Regions from separate parts of the Mus musculus genome. Here region 2 is linked to region 1. The links are chromatin contacts, called in public HiChIP or PLAC-seq maps. All regions are on one chromosome and are shown on one strand. Each heading gives the region's core, a stretch centred on a gene start, on an enhancer-like site or on the middle of the called end of the contact. The rest is flanking DNA. Distances are from core to core; before and after follow the strand shown.

Region 1 (7,386 bases), core at 1,226-3,725:
GAGCTTTGCTGCGAATGAAGTGAGCTTGGTGCCACTAGAAGAGTGGGGAGTGGCCTCCTTAAGGGTGCCATGTTTGCTGCCTTGGCCATCTTGTGTGAAGACTGCATAGCTTGTGGATGAGCCACTATGTGTCCTTTTGTCCACCCGGAGGCCCCTCTGCAGGTGATGTCTTTGATGGCATTTCCCCTAAAGATAAATGTCCTCACTGTACACCTCAAGGGATCTGTAAACCTGTCTCCCAGCTGTATCCCATCTTCCCTCGTATGAGCTACACCTTACCAGCCCATGTAAATGCCTCTTCTGGAAGATAAAGCAGACTACCAAAGAGCCTTCTGGATGTTTCCTCCGTGCCAGGGGTTGCTCTCCGTCATGGTCTCTGAGCATCCCCAGACACGGTTGCTCTACGGGGCGGTGGTACCAGTTTCCCTCAGACCTTGCCTAGACCAGCTCAGGGTTTTATTTTGCTCCTTTGTTAACCAGCCAAATGGCTGCCCCATGGGGCCGCACACATACCGAGGGAGCCGAGGGTAAGCAGCAGGCGTCAACACCGGGAGAGGGAGCATCTGCCACTGCACTGCTGTGCCTTCCGGACCCGCTCGGGCCTGGCTCGGATTCACAGTTTCCCTTTAACGACAGGAATGCTGCTGTGCGTGTTTAATTTTATGTTTGTGCAGATCAAATATCACCCTGTGAGCCACGAGGAGCTCACAGGGGCAGCTGATGTTTGGGGCCAAGTCAGAGCTCGATTCAAATGGGTGACATTTGAGCAGAACAGCTCGCCACCCTTCTAGCATCTTCCCGTGGGTCTACCGTTAGGACAACACCCAGAATCGGCATCCTCTCCCGCCGCTGACCCTCCTCTAGGTCTCTGGGCTCTTGTGGCAGCAGCCTGGGTACCGGCCGGGAACCACAGTAAAGCTTGTTCTTGCTCCGTTCCTGCCGCATCCAGAAGCTTCATGTCCTGCTCCGGAGTGAGCTGGAGCCGGGCAGCCTCCCAGACCCACACTCGCACCACACACTGCATTGTTTCTCTCGGGAGGGGGCACGTGTTGAGGCCATTTGTCTTTTACTTTGAGGGGAGGCGTAAGGGGAAGCCTAGCTGCATCTCCACCTGGGAAGTCTATCTGTCTCTCACACTCTGGTGCAGTCTGTCTAAGGGGTTTAATGGCTTGTCACCTCCCCAGGATCAGGTCCAAGTGAAGTGACACAGTAAAGGAGGGGACTCGAGAGACATGAGGGTAGTAAAGGCTCTGTAAACTGTTCTGACAGAAGACAAGAGGTGACCCGATCCTGAGACAAGGTCACCAGGGTGGGGTAATGCCACGTAGAGGGAAGGAATGTTTTTGTTTTTGTTTTTTTTTCTGATTGGCCATATTAATTGAGACTGAGGGAAAAACAAAGGTTAGTAACTTCATACCAGGCTTCAAAGGAGTGGTGGTTCACTCCAAAAAGATCACACACCCCACCCACATGATCTCACCTGTACTGCCAGCACCCAGGAGGCTATGGCAGGGGGCTCTTGAGTTTGAGACCAGCCCAGGCTTTGTTTATAAATAAACCAGAATGAGCATCTAGAACAGCTGCCATTGTTGATGGTCTATGATGGTCTACTGCCACATCAGGCCCACCCACCTGTGCATCACAGGCCCACCCACCTGTGCATCACAGGCCCACCCACCTGTGCATCACAGGCCCACCCACCTGTGCATCACAGACCCACCCACCTGTGCATTGAATCACACAGCAGCAAAGGGGTGTCTATGAGTTTCCTACTGCTACCAAAGCAAACCACCACAAACCCAGTCACTACAAATGACCACTTCATTCTCTTCTTCTGGAGACCAGAAGACTTGAGGCAATGGGTTGTAGGGTCGATCCTGCTGGAGGCTGTGGAGAGAATCTGTCTCCCTCCTTCCTAGAGGCTCCTTCCCAGGCCCTTCTTATAGATCACAGAGACAAGCATGGACTTCATGCCAGCTGTCACATATGTCCAACTTCAACACACTTTAGATCCACGGACTTAACCACAGGACATGCCCAAGAGTCACTAGAACCCTGTGAGAGGACTTGAGCCTTTTGTCACTTGATGCTCATGGTCTGTGATCTTAGAAACATGATGAGCCCCAGGGATTAAAGAGCGTCAATTTATGACTAGTATATAATAACCCCAGAAAGCCGGGCTGTTCTCCCCCCGGTCCACCTGGATAGTCGCCCATTGGTCCTGGGGGAGGCTTGGAAGGATGCCCACAGAGGACAGCAGTGACTTCCTAACTGTATCTCTTTCCTCAAGTCCAGCCTCTATGGTGGTTAAAGGGCTTTGCGTCTGTTCTAGTTTACTTTACATTGCTGTGATAAACACCATGACTAAAAACAACTCAGCTTACACTTCCAGGTCACAATCCACCCTTGAGAGAAGTCAGGGCAGTAACTCAAGCAGAAACCACAGACAAACGCTGCTTCCTGGCTTGCTCACTCTCTGACTCATACCTAGCTGGCTTCCTCATGCAATGCATACCCACCTGTCCTGGGATAGTGCTGCCAACAGTAGTTCTCCTTACATCTACCAGCCAAGCAAACTTCTTAGTGGTAAAGCTTGATCCATGTCCACACAGGCACTCCAATGGGTATGTAGTGACAATTTTGGAATTTTGGTTTCTTTCAAAACACAAAAATATTCTAAGAATCTAAGAATTTTCATATCCCAGGTGTGGGGACATGGGCTGCTTCAGGCTGTCCACAGCTGCTGACTGGTTTGCCCAGTGCTCTAGCAGGGGCGTGGTTTTGCCTGCTACAGATAGTTTTTGCAAGCGTGTGACATTTGAAACTTTGGGGACATTTAAGAGGGTATATAAATGAGTCCCAAGAGGCAGTGTGGGTTGTTGATTGGTTGGTGGTGGTCGCTGTTTGTTAAGTAGTCATAGAAGAGGAGGGGAAAGAGGAGGAGGAGGAGAGAGAGGAGGAAATTAGATATCTGATGGTGAAGATCAAACTTCCCGGACTCCCCCCAGGAACTTGGTGTCCTTAATCAACCCAGCAGGAAGTAATCTAATGATAACACTGCCTCCTTTCCCCTCCATTCTTCTTTCTCTCCTATCTAGTGATAGGGGATTGGAAGGGTGGAAGAAAAGGTTGCAAGGAAGAAGAACCCACAAAGTAGCAACACAGGTGCTACACAGTGGCTACATGGGTGCACTTACAAGAACACACAGCCTGTGCAGAGATCTCCCCTTAGTTTGACTTTACAAGAGCCTGACTCACAGGCTCCAACCAACACAGAGCAGTAGACTCATGTGTCCATGAGCACTTGGCTCATAGAGACTCCGCTCATGGGAGGCTGAGACCCTCATGTGGGGCAACCATGCCACCAGACAGAAGAACTGGTAAGGTCAAAGCAGATTTAAAAACCCCAGTAAATCTCAAAATTGAGAACAGCAGGCATTAGAGTCAGCTCCTGGCCAGACTATTGGTCCTGAAACATGTGACCACGACACACCACTAAGGGGACCATGACAACAGTCACCTAAACAGCACAAAAAACTAGAGTTCTCCATGCTAATGAGATGTCTAGATAGGCCCGAGTGTTTAGGCAACGAGCTTCCCTTCCTGGGCATCCCTTCCTGCAAAAGGTGTTCAATCTCTGGTCCACCCTGAGTAAGACTTATGCATTTTCTTTTTTTCTTTTTCTTTTCTTTTTTTTTTTTTTCTTTTTTTTGGTTTTTCGAGACAGGGTTTCTCTGTATAGCTCTGGCTGTCCTGGAACTCACTCTGTAGACCAGGCTGGCCTCGAACTCAGAAATCCGCCTGCCTCTGCCTCCCGAGTGCTGGGATTAAAGGCGTGTGCCACCACGCCCGGCTGACCTATGCATTTTCATCTGCCATGAATAATAGTTTGGATAAGCGAGGATTGTCTCCTTCATCAAAGACTGGGGAGGTCTTTGAAGAGCTGCACCCAGACCTCCCATAGATGGCCTCTCTTCCAGCCCCTCAGTACTTCTGGCACTCACTTGGAGATAAGCCAGATTCCACCCCATGGACCCTTGTTCCCAATTCCGTGAGGTCCCAGCAATGTCTGGGTGCACAGGAGAATGGGAACCCCTTTCTCAACTCCTCGAGTTTCCCACTGGCTCTGGGTACACAGGAGTTTGAGAAACACAGCACCCATCCCAGATCTCGCTGTTTCTCACCCAGAACAACATGGACTGGGGCCCCTATCCTAGACTGCACTCTGCCTTCCCAGAGCGACATTCAGGCAGTGCTCTGGCTCCCAACATCATGGCAGACCCGTGGCCTGTCGCCCCAGCACTCTGCCTTCCCAGGGCGGCACATCAGAGGTGTTCGGACACTCTCATTGTTGGCTGAGAGGTAGCAGAGGCTCTCTGGGCCTACGGAAAGCAAGTGTGCACAGCCGCAATCCAAGGGAAGGCCAGACACATCACAAGGCTTCGTCCCACGGTCAAGGCCACCATAGTTACTGATGCAGTGCTATGATCCGATATCTGACAGAAGCCACTTAGTAGAGGAAAGTTTGACTTTGTTCACAGACTTGGAGGGTTCAGTCCCTGAGGTAGTGAAGGCATGATGGGGCAGATTAGATCATGATGGAGGGAGGGATCGAAGAGGCTGCTCCCATTAAGGGCTATGGAGCAGAGGACAGGATGTACAACCTCCAGGATCCCCCCCCCAATGTCCTGTTGTTCTCAACCTGTGGGTTGCAGGGGAAAGGGGGAACGAACCGCCCCTTCACAAGGGTTGATCACATATCCGATATCCTGCATATCAGATATTTACATGACAATTCACTACAGTAGCAAATTTACAGTTATGAAGTAGCAACAACAAAACTAACTTAATGGTCGGGGGTCACCTCCGCATGAGGAACTGTATTAAAGAGTCACACAGCATTGGGAAGGTTGAGAACCACTGCTGTGTTCCTCACGCTGCACCTCAGTTCCACATCGGTTCCACAGCCTCATGAACGGTCCAAGCCCGTGGGGAGCACTTCCAGATCAAATGATAACATTGGCTCTGTGTACCTGGGGGCTGAAAGCTGATAGTGTCATGCATGTCCCCCAATGCCCCGATTCCTTCTCAGGAAGTCCCCTGGCCTTGGCCTTGGGACTTGCTCAAACAATGCAAAAGCCGGCTGCACAGTTGTACCCAGCCTGCATCTCTTACCTAGGACACGAGGGACAAAGGGTTATCACCACTATGGGGGTGAACAGCAACAGCTTCACTACCCAGATGACCCTGAATTCTCAAACCTGCCTTTCAGCACGTTCTGCCACCTCTGAAGGAACAAGCACCTTTACTGTCACACACAGTGACTGTCTGTGTCCCACTGTCCCTTCAGCAAGGTCACTGGGCCACCACCAGATGTTAACAACCCAGTCCCCAGGGCTGGAGAGATGGCTCAGCAGTTAAGAGCACTGGCTGCTCTTCCAGAGGTCCTGAGTTCAATTCCCAGCAACCACATGGTAGCTTACAACCATCTGTAATGGGGACTCGATGCCCTCTTCTGGTGTGTCTGAAGACAGTGACAGTGTACTCACATACATGAAATAAATAAATCTTAAAAAAAAAAAAGCCAACCCAGTCCTCCAAACCCATTCAGAAGATCTTTCTCCTGGGGCTCCTTCTGCACCCCAGGGCTAGCCAATGGGTACTTCTGGGAAGCAGTGTCCACCACAGACACTGGGGGCATTGTAGAGCTGTACTGCCTGGAGGTGTGATTAGATGGGTGAATGGAAGAGTGGATGGTCAGAGGGTAGATGAATGGATGGGCGGGAGAATGGCAAGAAGCATTCATTACTCAATGGCCCATTTTGCCTGTTCCCTACACAGTTTGCTAATCAATGAAGCTAGGAGTTTTGCAAAATAGTAACAGTTTATTCCTGAGTTGGCCAAACATGCTGCAGAGAGACTTACCAGGTGACAGATCAAGGTTCCTTCAGTGGAATCACTAGTAGTCACCTAAAAGCAAATAAGTAAGACTGGAAGGTGGCTCATCGGTTAGGAGCACTGCCTGCTCTTACAGAGAACTAGCTAGAATTCTATTCCTAGCACCCATGTGGCAATTCACAACCACCTGGAAGTCACCCTGGACCCTTCTGCAAGCACCATGCATGTCCGTGGTCCACATACATACACATGGGCAAACATTCACACACATAAATAAATATTAAGAAATAGTAATGAAAGCAAGCAACTAGCAGGTGCCATTGGGGAGCAAGAGCGGGTGGCTTACTCAAGCTTACCTTCCATCTCGGAAGGAAGAGAGGGAAGGCTGCCAAGGTGTCTTCGTAGGTGGATGTCAGGGGTTGGTCATATGAAAACATACTCTTGTGACTGGGGACTGGCTAGGGATGCTGCTGGAGCACAGAATGTGGGAGGCTTGGGTGGGATAGGCTGTCCAGACAATGTGGGTAAGGAGGTTTTGTACCTGTGGGTTGGAGCCGCGACTGCTGTGTTGGCAGAGGTGTTTAAGGAACTGTTGTAGGTGTCTTGCCAAGTGTGTTTGGAGTATATTGGAGTAGCTCATTTGGGGACTGAATAATTCCAGAAGGCCCTGGGCCCTGCTGGATAGGACTCATGAAGCAAGCAGATTTCTCTGGTCTAATTAAAAGTCAACGTTGTGTCAGCTGCTAACGGTGAGAGCATAGAGGGATAGTGTGGCTCCTGGGGACTTTCCAGCAAAAGGCCACAGACATGAATCCTGTCTGTGTGGTTTGATGTTGGCGCAGCACAGCAAGGTGGCCACATCCTCAAAGTGGCAGGATCTCACCAGGCTTCTAACCTCCTACTGCCTGGAGGAGAACATGGGCCAGCCAGAAGGCTCTCGAGGGGGTGTGGCCGCCTCGCAGGACTTCGCAAAAGGGGAGGTGCTATGGTCAAGGTTCGCCGTGAGCAAAAGGTTTTGTCCAGTTATGCGCCTGAGACATTGGATGGGATACCAGTTTATCTCAGTCCTGTCCAGTCGAAGCTCTAGCCAGGATCCTAACACAGAAAACCCTCTGCAGACCTAGCACATCCCTGCTCCGCGCCTTGCCCGAGTCCCAGTGGCCAGCGCGACCCCTGGCGGCGATACGGTGCAATTGCGCCACGCCCAGAGCTCTCTTTCTTTTGGATGGTGCTCCCCCTAGCTCCCTACAGTCTCCTCTCCAGTACTTCTCTCATGCACCCCTACTGTCTCGAGGGCCGCACTCTAGGGAGAATGTGAACGCCAATGAAATCTGCATTGGTCTGACGGCTCGAGAGACCCTGAGCACCCCGGACTCCGAAAGCGATAAGTTAGAATAGCAGCAGATGCCTGAGAGGGGGTTTGCGGAAGCTGAGGGGCTCGGAGCAGAGATAAGTCCTCACCTGAGGGGAATAACAGCATTAGCCAAG
Region 2 (7,386 bases), core at 2,611-5,110, 130 kb after region 1:
TATTTAGGGCTAACTGGAGAATCAGAGACAAGTAGGAAGCACTGGGTTCCCTGTGTTTCCTGTGTAGTAGACAGCCCTGCTTCTCTAGGCCCTCTTAGTTCATTCTAAAGCTGGAAAGTTAATGTCTGCTATGTGACTGAGTCCACAGCAAGAAAAAGAGGGACTCTGGAGCCCCAGGATATCCATTAGATGAAGAGGTCACACTAGACAGGTGTGAAGATTTTATCTTTCTGGAGAACCAGTCGATTCGGAGACAAGGAGAGAATTGTAGTGTGTGGTGGTGTAACTAACTCTAACACCAAAGGCAGGTGGATCTCCATCAATTCAAGGGCAGCCTGGTCTACATACAAGCTCCAGGCCTGCCAAGGATACACAGTGAGATTCTCGTCTCAGAAAACGAAAAAGGCAGAAATTTTCACCAAGGACTTTAAAAAACATTTTTGTGCCAAACTGGGAAGCTATTTTTGCTGGCTGACATCTGTTTCTGCCAAATCATAAAATTAAAACTGCTTTACTTCTGCAAGTTTCGTAAATTTGCTTGTTACTCACAGGAGGTCTGTTTCTCATAGGAGATGTTCATCACCTAGTTAGCCCACCCCAGCCACCTCACTGCAAAGCTCTCCTCAAGGCTACTAGATAATGGTGAGAACTGGCCACAGAAGCCCTGCTACGCACACAGCCCCTGCCCATTCTCACTTGTTTAGCTGGTTATTTCCACAGCACACTAGACAGTCTCAAAGAGAACCAAAAAATCACAAAACAAAAATGTTCCACAAAGGCAGGTGTACGCCTTTAGTCCCAGCACTTTGGAGCCAGAGGCAGGCAGATTTCTGTGAGTCCAAGGACAGCCTGGTCTAGAGTGACTCCAGGGCTGTTATACAGAGAAACTTAAGACCCCAGGGGAAAAGCAGCAGCTCTACAATTCTAAGCACCCAGAGAAACCCTTCAGATTCCTCGTTCCTAGCCCTTTCTTCTCCCACTGTGCTGAGTCCACAGCAAGTTCTGTTTATCATGTCATATAGCAAGTGGATCATCCTGTCTGATAGGCCAGTGCCTACGTCCATGCACAAGCACACCAGGCAGTCTGCAGTCAGCACCATGTGGCTCCAGCCACAGACAAGGTTTTCTATTCCTGGTACTTTATTTCTGTACTCTTAACTTCTGGATTAGTAGTAGGGCAGAACCATTTTGAAGGCCCTTAATAAACACATCAAAAAACTGGTTTCTAAGAAGCATATGCCCTCACCATGTATATTTGCTATCAAACTACCCCTGATTTACTTTGTAAATTAAACACACTCCTCGCTGTGCCTTTTCCTTCGGGTATACACAACTTTTGCCAGCAGAGCTTTAACCAGCAAACGCTCCCTGTCTTGCCTCTGGCTCCTAAGTGCTGGGACTAAAGGCGTACACCTGCCTTTGTGGAACATTTTTGTTTTGTGATTTTTTGGTTCTTTCTTGTTCACCATCCTCACATGTAAAGATTTTAAACAAGGTGTCTGGAAACATCACTGACAGATGATAAAGGTTGGGTACCCAGAACTCACATGATGGCTTACAACTCCCTATACCTCCAGTTCCTTGGATCCAATGTCCTCTGTGGCCCCAGAAGGTATATATACACATGCACACCAATAAAAGTAAAATAATTAAGCCTGGAATGAAATGTACTCTTGTCTGCTTATCTGTCACTCTAGGACACAAGCCATAAGAGAACAGGATGGTGACAGAGTAGCTTCTAGAAAGACAGCAAGACGGAAGAGGGGGCTTGAGGGTGAAGGCCTACATCACCAGCACAGGTTGTGACTAGCCCTAATGGTACCTGCAAAGGGCTTTCCTACACCGCCTGGGCACAGCTTCCTCATGGCCACCTGTGTGCCTGACCTGATGTTGCTTAACCCTTCTAATGAAAGACGACAGGAAATTCTCCCTGCTAAGTTCTGTATAAATTACGTTCCACATCTCACACCTATTTCCAGATGGCCAGAATCGCTTTCCAAGTCTAGGTAAATGTCTGACATTCCTTCAGTCCAAAGCTAAGTCAAGGCACAATGGTGCCCTCCAATTTTCCCCACCCAAGCACTGGCTGAACAACAAGAGCCAGGCATTCTGGGGGCTCAGATAGTGTTGAGGCCGGTGGACAGTAAAGTGGAAGTGAGTGCTAACTACCCTACAACAACCTGAGGTAAAGAGACGGCCCAGGACTCCACAACCATCATATCTTGGAGCCGTCCTACCTCAGTGACCATGTGGGAGCAGCTTCCTGGGCTCTGACCATCCACTAGAGTCTTGGTTTTACCTGTGCAGATCTATGACAACCCAGGCTTGGATTGTAACCGCAAGCAAGCATTCATCTGGATGTTGGATTTTTTTAAGGAGAACCACAAGTTAATGGTTTCCAAGTTGGGCATGGTGGCAGACTTGGGAAGCAGAGAGAAGGAGAGTAAGGTTGTTTCTGGTTGCACTGTGAGTCTGAGGCCAACCTGGCCTGCAGGAAACCCTGTCTCAAAAACAAAACGAAAATCACAACTGTGTTAAAATACTTCCTCAAAGAGCAACTGGGGCGAGGGACTAGTTGGAAAAATCCTGGGGCCAGTGAACTTGATGGTCCTTTGATGGAGTTTATTGTCCCACTACGTCTGCTTCAGACTTTGTATCAGTGACCCTTGGAAGGATGTGGGGCTTTCTTATGCCTGCCTGCCTGCCTTCCTTTTAAGACTAGCACCTCTAAAATGGGGAGATTTCTGAATGCATTAGGTTGATGAGACAAACGACTATGCTTGCAGAAAACGTTTCCCAGAATCGTTTAGATCAGTGTCCAGCTCAGCTCTGCCATCTCGTATGTCAGATACAAAGGCCACCAGGAGGAAATACGCGGGTGCTGTACGTCTGTTTCAAGTGCTGGAAGAAGTCCCTTCCCTGGTGACCCTACCTAGGGGAGAAAAACTTTAGAAAAGGTTTCTGGAGGCTTTTTCTAGTTACAATTGGCCTCAGGACAGGCTAGCAAAGACAGAGCCCGGGTTCCGGCCAAGTTCCACCGATGCCAGGCAGTACCTACTAGGCCATAAATGATGAGTTTGGAAGGAAGTGGGGTCTACTGCAGTAGGGGAAGGGCAGGCAACACAAGACACTTCTCAAGGGAATGAAAATCCAAGAAACAAAGAAAAGAGCGCAAGGCCAACACTCACCAGGCGGGCGGCTGCACGGAGCCCACCCAGCCCTCCCGGAATCGGGAATCGGTCCCTGGCCAGCAGACAGACGGTTGGGGCTCGGCGCTGCTAAAAGCCAGGGAAGGTCCAGTCCCCCGAAACTGCGCACAGCAAGCGGCGGCCAGCTCGAAAGGTGAGGTGGAAGACCGACGCGGGGTGAACCAAAGAAGAGGGGACCGCGGAGAAAGGCAAGGCCACGGGAGGAAGAGAGAGCGGAAGCAGGGGAGCGTGGGCGGAGGGCGGGACGGCCAGCTCAGACCCGCCGCTCCGGCTCTCGGTATGTGTCACTCAACACGCCGCGGCGTCGTGAGCGCCGAAGGGCGGCCGGCGCAGGAAGCCCGAGGACCCTGAGGCCGCCCGACCGCCCCGGGGGTGCTCTGCGCCGACGCCGCCCATGCCGCAGAAGCTCGAAGGCGCAAACCAGCTACACACTTACCGGCGCCGCAAGGCAGACCCCGCCACTCCTTCGGGCACCCGGATCGGTCAGCGCCCACAAAGGGTCGCCATGGCGCCGCCGCACGAGCGCCGATTGGTGGCGTGCGGGGTGGAGCTTTGTTCAAACCCACGCAAGGCGGAGCCTCGCCGGCCGCGTCTCCCGCGCTTCGGCCTCAGCCGTTAGGCTCGCGCGCTGGGCCGCCCCGCCCCCGTTCCCAAGTCTCCCCGCGCCCCGCCCCGCCCCCGATCCCTTGTTTGTCGACGGCTCGACCCGTTCCCAGGGTTCCGCGCGCTCCGCTCCCAGGGTTCCGCGCGCCTGGCCACCGCCCCAGTTCCCAGGTCTCCTTGCGCCTGGCCCCGCCCCCAGGGTGCTTGCCGCGCCCCCTCGCGCCGGTGCCCGAGTCTCCTTCGTTATCCTGGCCCTCCTGACTCACAGCGGGGCGGTTAATGCCAGCCCTGGGCATGGCCGATGTCTACACCTTCTCTGAGACATAGAAGGGTTGAACGAGGCTCGGTGGTGGCATCCCTGAACAGGTCCTGGTTCGAGTTCCAACTGAGAAAAATTAAAATATAAGGTCCTGGTAGTGCACAAGATCTTAACGAGGACACCAAGTCCGGACGGCGTTGGTTGGGGGATGGAGTGAGGTGGGAAGGTGAGTGGATGCAGAATGTTCAGTGGGGATGCCACATTAGCACAGGGAGCAAGCTCGTTTGCTGGAAAAGACTGGAAACTCCTTCCGACCGGGACTTCTAATGAATGAGCGTTCGAGAGAAAAACCGGTGCCATAAGAGAAAGTATACGGCATACACATCACATCGTGTCTTTGTGGCTTCGTGGTTCACCTAAGCTCACTAATGCATTCCCATTCCTGGGCATACTTGCCCTTTATTTGATGGAAAGGCATGCCATCAAACTTTGACCTGGATACTAGCATGGTTTTTCTTTTGAATTACTATTATTTTTGGATTTACTTATCTGTGTGTGTCATTGTTTTGTCTGCATGTATGACTGTATTTCATGTTCGAGCCTACAAGTGATTGTGGGCTTCAGTGTGGGTGCTAACAACCTTATCAGGTCCTTTGTCAGAACAGCAAGTATTCTTAATCCCTGAGTGTCTTGAGTAAGCTAACGTGTAGTTAGTATAACAAGTAGTGTAACAAAAGTTATGTTTCATTATGCTGAGGGTCATTCACACTCTCAATTCCTATGTGGTCCTAAGCCTGTCTCCCCAACACTGCTCACCTGTCTAGGTATCTTAGCTGAAGGTCAGGTCCAGGCTCTAACATAAGTCTCTGATCCTGGAAGGTTCAGGATCCTAGGGAGACTCTCCAGCTGCAGGGCAAATCAGGGTGGCTTCTCTCCAGATGTGCAGGACAGAGCATTGTTCTTGGTCTCTGCTTACATACTGTCCAGTAGATATGGGGTACTAGGACTGTGTCTGACTATCTTGAGTGAGCGATGTCACTGGGTTCTGGTTGCCAGGTGCAGCCTTGGGTGTAGTGGGGTTCCTGACTACGCTATTTTTACATGTGGGTCCTAGGGATCTTAGGTTCGAGGCTTGGTGCTAAACTCCTGCTGAACCCCCTCAGCTCCATTTTCATTTCTTTCATCTCCTTTTTGGGTACTGGCTAAAAGCCTAAGGCACAGTTTCCCTGAGACACAGTTTTCCTGAGGTTCTGTGCTTTCTGGTTTTTTTTTTTTTTTTTTTTTTTTTTACCTCCTTGCCCGACTTAAAAGACAGTTTTCTCATCTCCTCTTGGAGGCCACAGGTTTTTCAGCTTGTTTATCCTGTCTTTTTTTTTTCCCCTCTAAGTTTAATAAAATTGTTTATGACCTTCTTTCTGAAACAGTTTTAAATTATTTTATTAGTAAGGCTAAGAATCCAAAGGAAACTGTACTAGTCAGGTTCTCTAGAATCACAGAACTTATGGGTTGCCTCTCTACATTGAGGGAATTTATTGTAATGACTTACTGTTTGCAGTCCAGCTAACCCAACAATGGGCATCTGTGAATGGGAAGTCCATGAGGGTAGTTGTTTCATCTGGTTTTCTGTGTAAGCTGGAATCCTGAATATGCAGATTCTAACAGATGTGCTGGCAAGTAAGTGCAAGCAGGTGAGGGAGAGTGAGCCTTCCTCCTTCCAACTTCCTTACATCGTCCTCCAGCCGACGTGGCCCAGAGGTGTGTACCACCATGCCTGGATTTGGAATTTGCTCTGTCCCGGACTGTCCTTGAACTCAGAGATGTGCTTGCCTTCATCTCCTGGGATTAAAAGTGTGTACTACCTTGCATGGGCCTAAGCTACTTGTGACCACTATGCCTCCAGATCTGAATCCAAAGAGAGTGTCATGCTGTGATGGTTTGTATATGCTTGGCCCAGGGAGTGGCACTATCAGAAGATGTGGCCCTGTTGGAGTGGGTGTGTCACTGTGGGTTTGGGCTATAAGACCCTCATCTGAGCTGCCTGGAAGTCAGTTTTCCACTAGCGGCCTTCAGAACTCTCAGCTCCTCCTGCGCCATGCCTGCCTGGATGCTGCCATGCTCCCACCTTAATGATAATGGATTGAACCTCTGAACTTGTAAGCCAGCCCCAATTAAATGTCCTTATAAGAGTTGCCTTGGTCATAGTGTCTGTTCACAGCAGTAAATCCCTAACTAAGATGCATGCCATGTCAAGATCCAGGTCAGAAGTCTGTGTCTTCAGCCTCAAGATCTGGATCACAGGTGTGTCCTCCGTTTCTGGATTGTAGTTCATTCCAGATGTAATCAAGGTGACAACCAGGAGTAGCCGTCACAGAAACCTTAGTTGACCTGACACCTAAATGACATCAGGGCAAGAGAGGAGTCTGCATTTGGTAGGGCCTCACAGAGAGCATGGCTGGAAAGGCCCTGCTGCTTCAAGAGCTCGCCACAGCCAGCTCTCAGAAGGATTTCTAGGCTCTGTGAGAGATTTGGCTTTCCTCTCACGGGGATGCAGACTACAGAGGAAGAGCAGGATCTCAGGTGCTTGCAAATGTCCATACCGAAGCCTGAGGAGCTCTGCCCATCTTAATGTATGCTCGCTGCAGAAAGGTTTCAGGGGTCCTAGGGAGGGAGTGCACACCCAAAGGTGTGTGTGTGCTGTTCAAAGAGTCCTACATGAACATCTTAACAGCTGTACTATTGGCGGTGTGGTGGTTTGAATAGGGTTGATTCCCATAGACTCATGTGTTTGAATGCTTGGCCCACAGGGAGTGGCACTATTAGGAGGTGTGGCCTTGTTAAAGAAGGTTTGCAACTGTGGGGGTTGGCTTTGGAAACTTCTGTGCTTAAGCCCGGCCCAGTGTGGGATTCCAGTCCCCCCCTGGCGGCCTTCAGATCAAGATGTAGAATTATAAGAACCTTCAGCACCAAGTCTCCCTGCACTCTGCCATGCTTCCTGCCACGATGATAATGGACTACACCTCTGAAACTGTAAGCCAGCCCCAATTAAAGATTTCCTTTATAAGAGTTGACTCGGTCATGGTGTCTCTTCACAGCAATGAAACCCTAACTAAGACAGGTGGGTTTTGAAGGTATGTTGTTCAAAGGATATAATCGAAAAGATTAATAATGTAGCCTGAAGTATCTTTAATCCTAGCACCCAGGAGGCAAAGGCAGGCAGATCTCTATGAGTTCGAAATCAGCCTGATCAGTATAGAGAGTTCCAGGCCAGACAGCTACATGGGACCCCTATCTCAACAACAACAATAACAACAACGT

What was found. HiChIP or PLAC-seq counts read pairs in DNA pulled down with a chosen protein or histone mark.
Region 2: an H3K4me3 HiChIP or PLAC-seq map of the 230-238 cell line shows a contact between it and region 1, with 11 read pairs. The contact joins the promoter of Cdca4 here to the enhancer-like site in region 1. A contact is called at or near these places in 3 of 39 promoter capture datasets (the SN4741 cell line, cranial neural crest and embryonic stem cells), 10 of 115 datasets of contacts at active chromatin or transcription factors (the 230-238 cell line, the SCID.adh cell line, bone marrow-derived macrophages and 5 more) and 3 of 9 other capture datasets (adipose tissue, liver and pancreatic islet).

Annotation. Positions count from the first base shown.
Region 1 is chr12:112,700,111-112,707,496 of GRCm38.p6, forward strand. Gm30298 (a long non-coding RNA gene) reads left to right here. Exons shown (of 7, transcript XR_003950268.1): 7 at 1-321. Among named protein-coding and RNA genes, the nearest start is that of Gm30298, 14 kb to the left of the region's middle. Within about 2 kb of position 2,476, at least 64 of the 459 cell types and tissues checked have an H3K27ac peak or open chromatin away from gene starts, as enhancers often do. A contact at or near this core is called in the 230-238 cell line and pancreatic cancer cells, where this site is marked.
Region 2 is chr12:112,825,661-112,833,046 of GRCm38.p6, forward strand. It overlaps Cdca4 (cell division cycle associated 4), which reads right to left and starts at 3,861. Exons shown (of 2, transcript NM_001359234.1): 1 at 3,646-3,861. It overlaps Gm52009 (apical junction component 1 homolog), which reads left to right and starts at 3,041. Exons shown (of 2, transcript XM_030247054.1): 1 at 3,041-3,050; 2 at 3,348-4,616. The coding sequence starts at 3,041. The coding sequence ends at 4,132.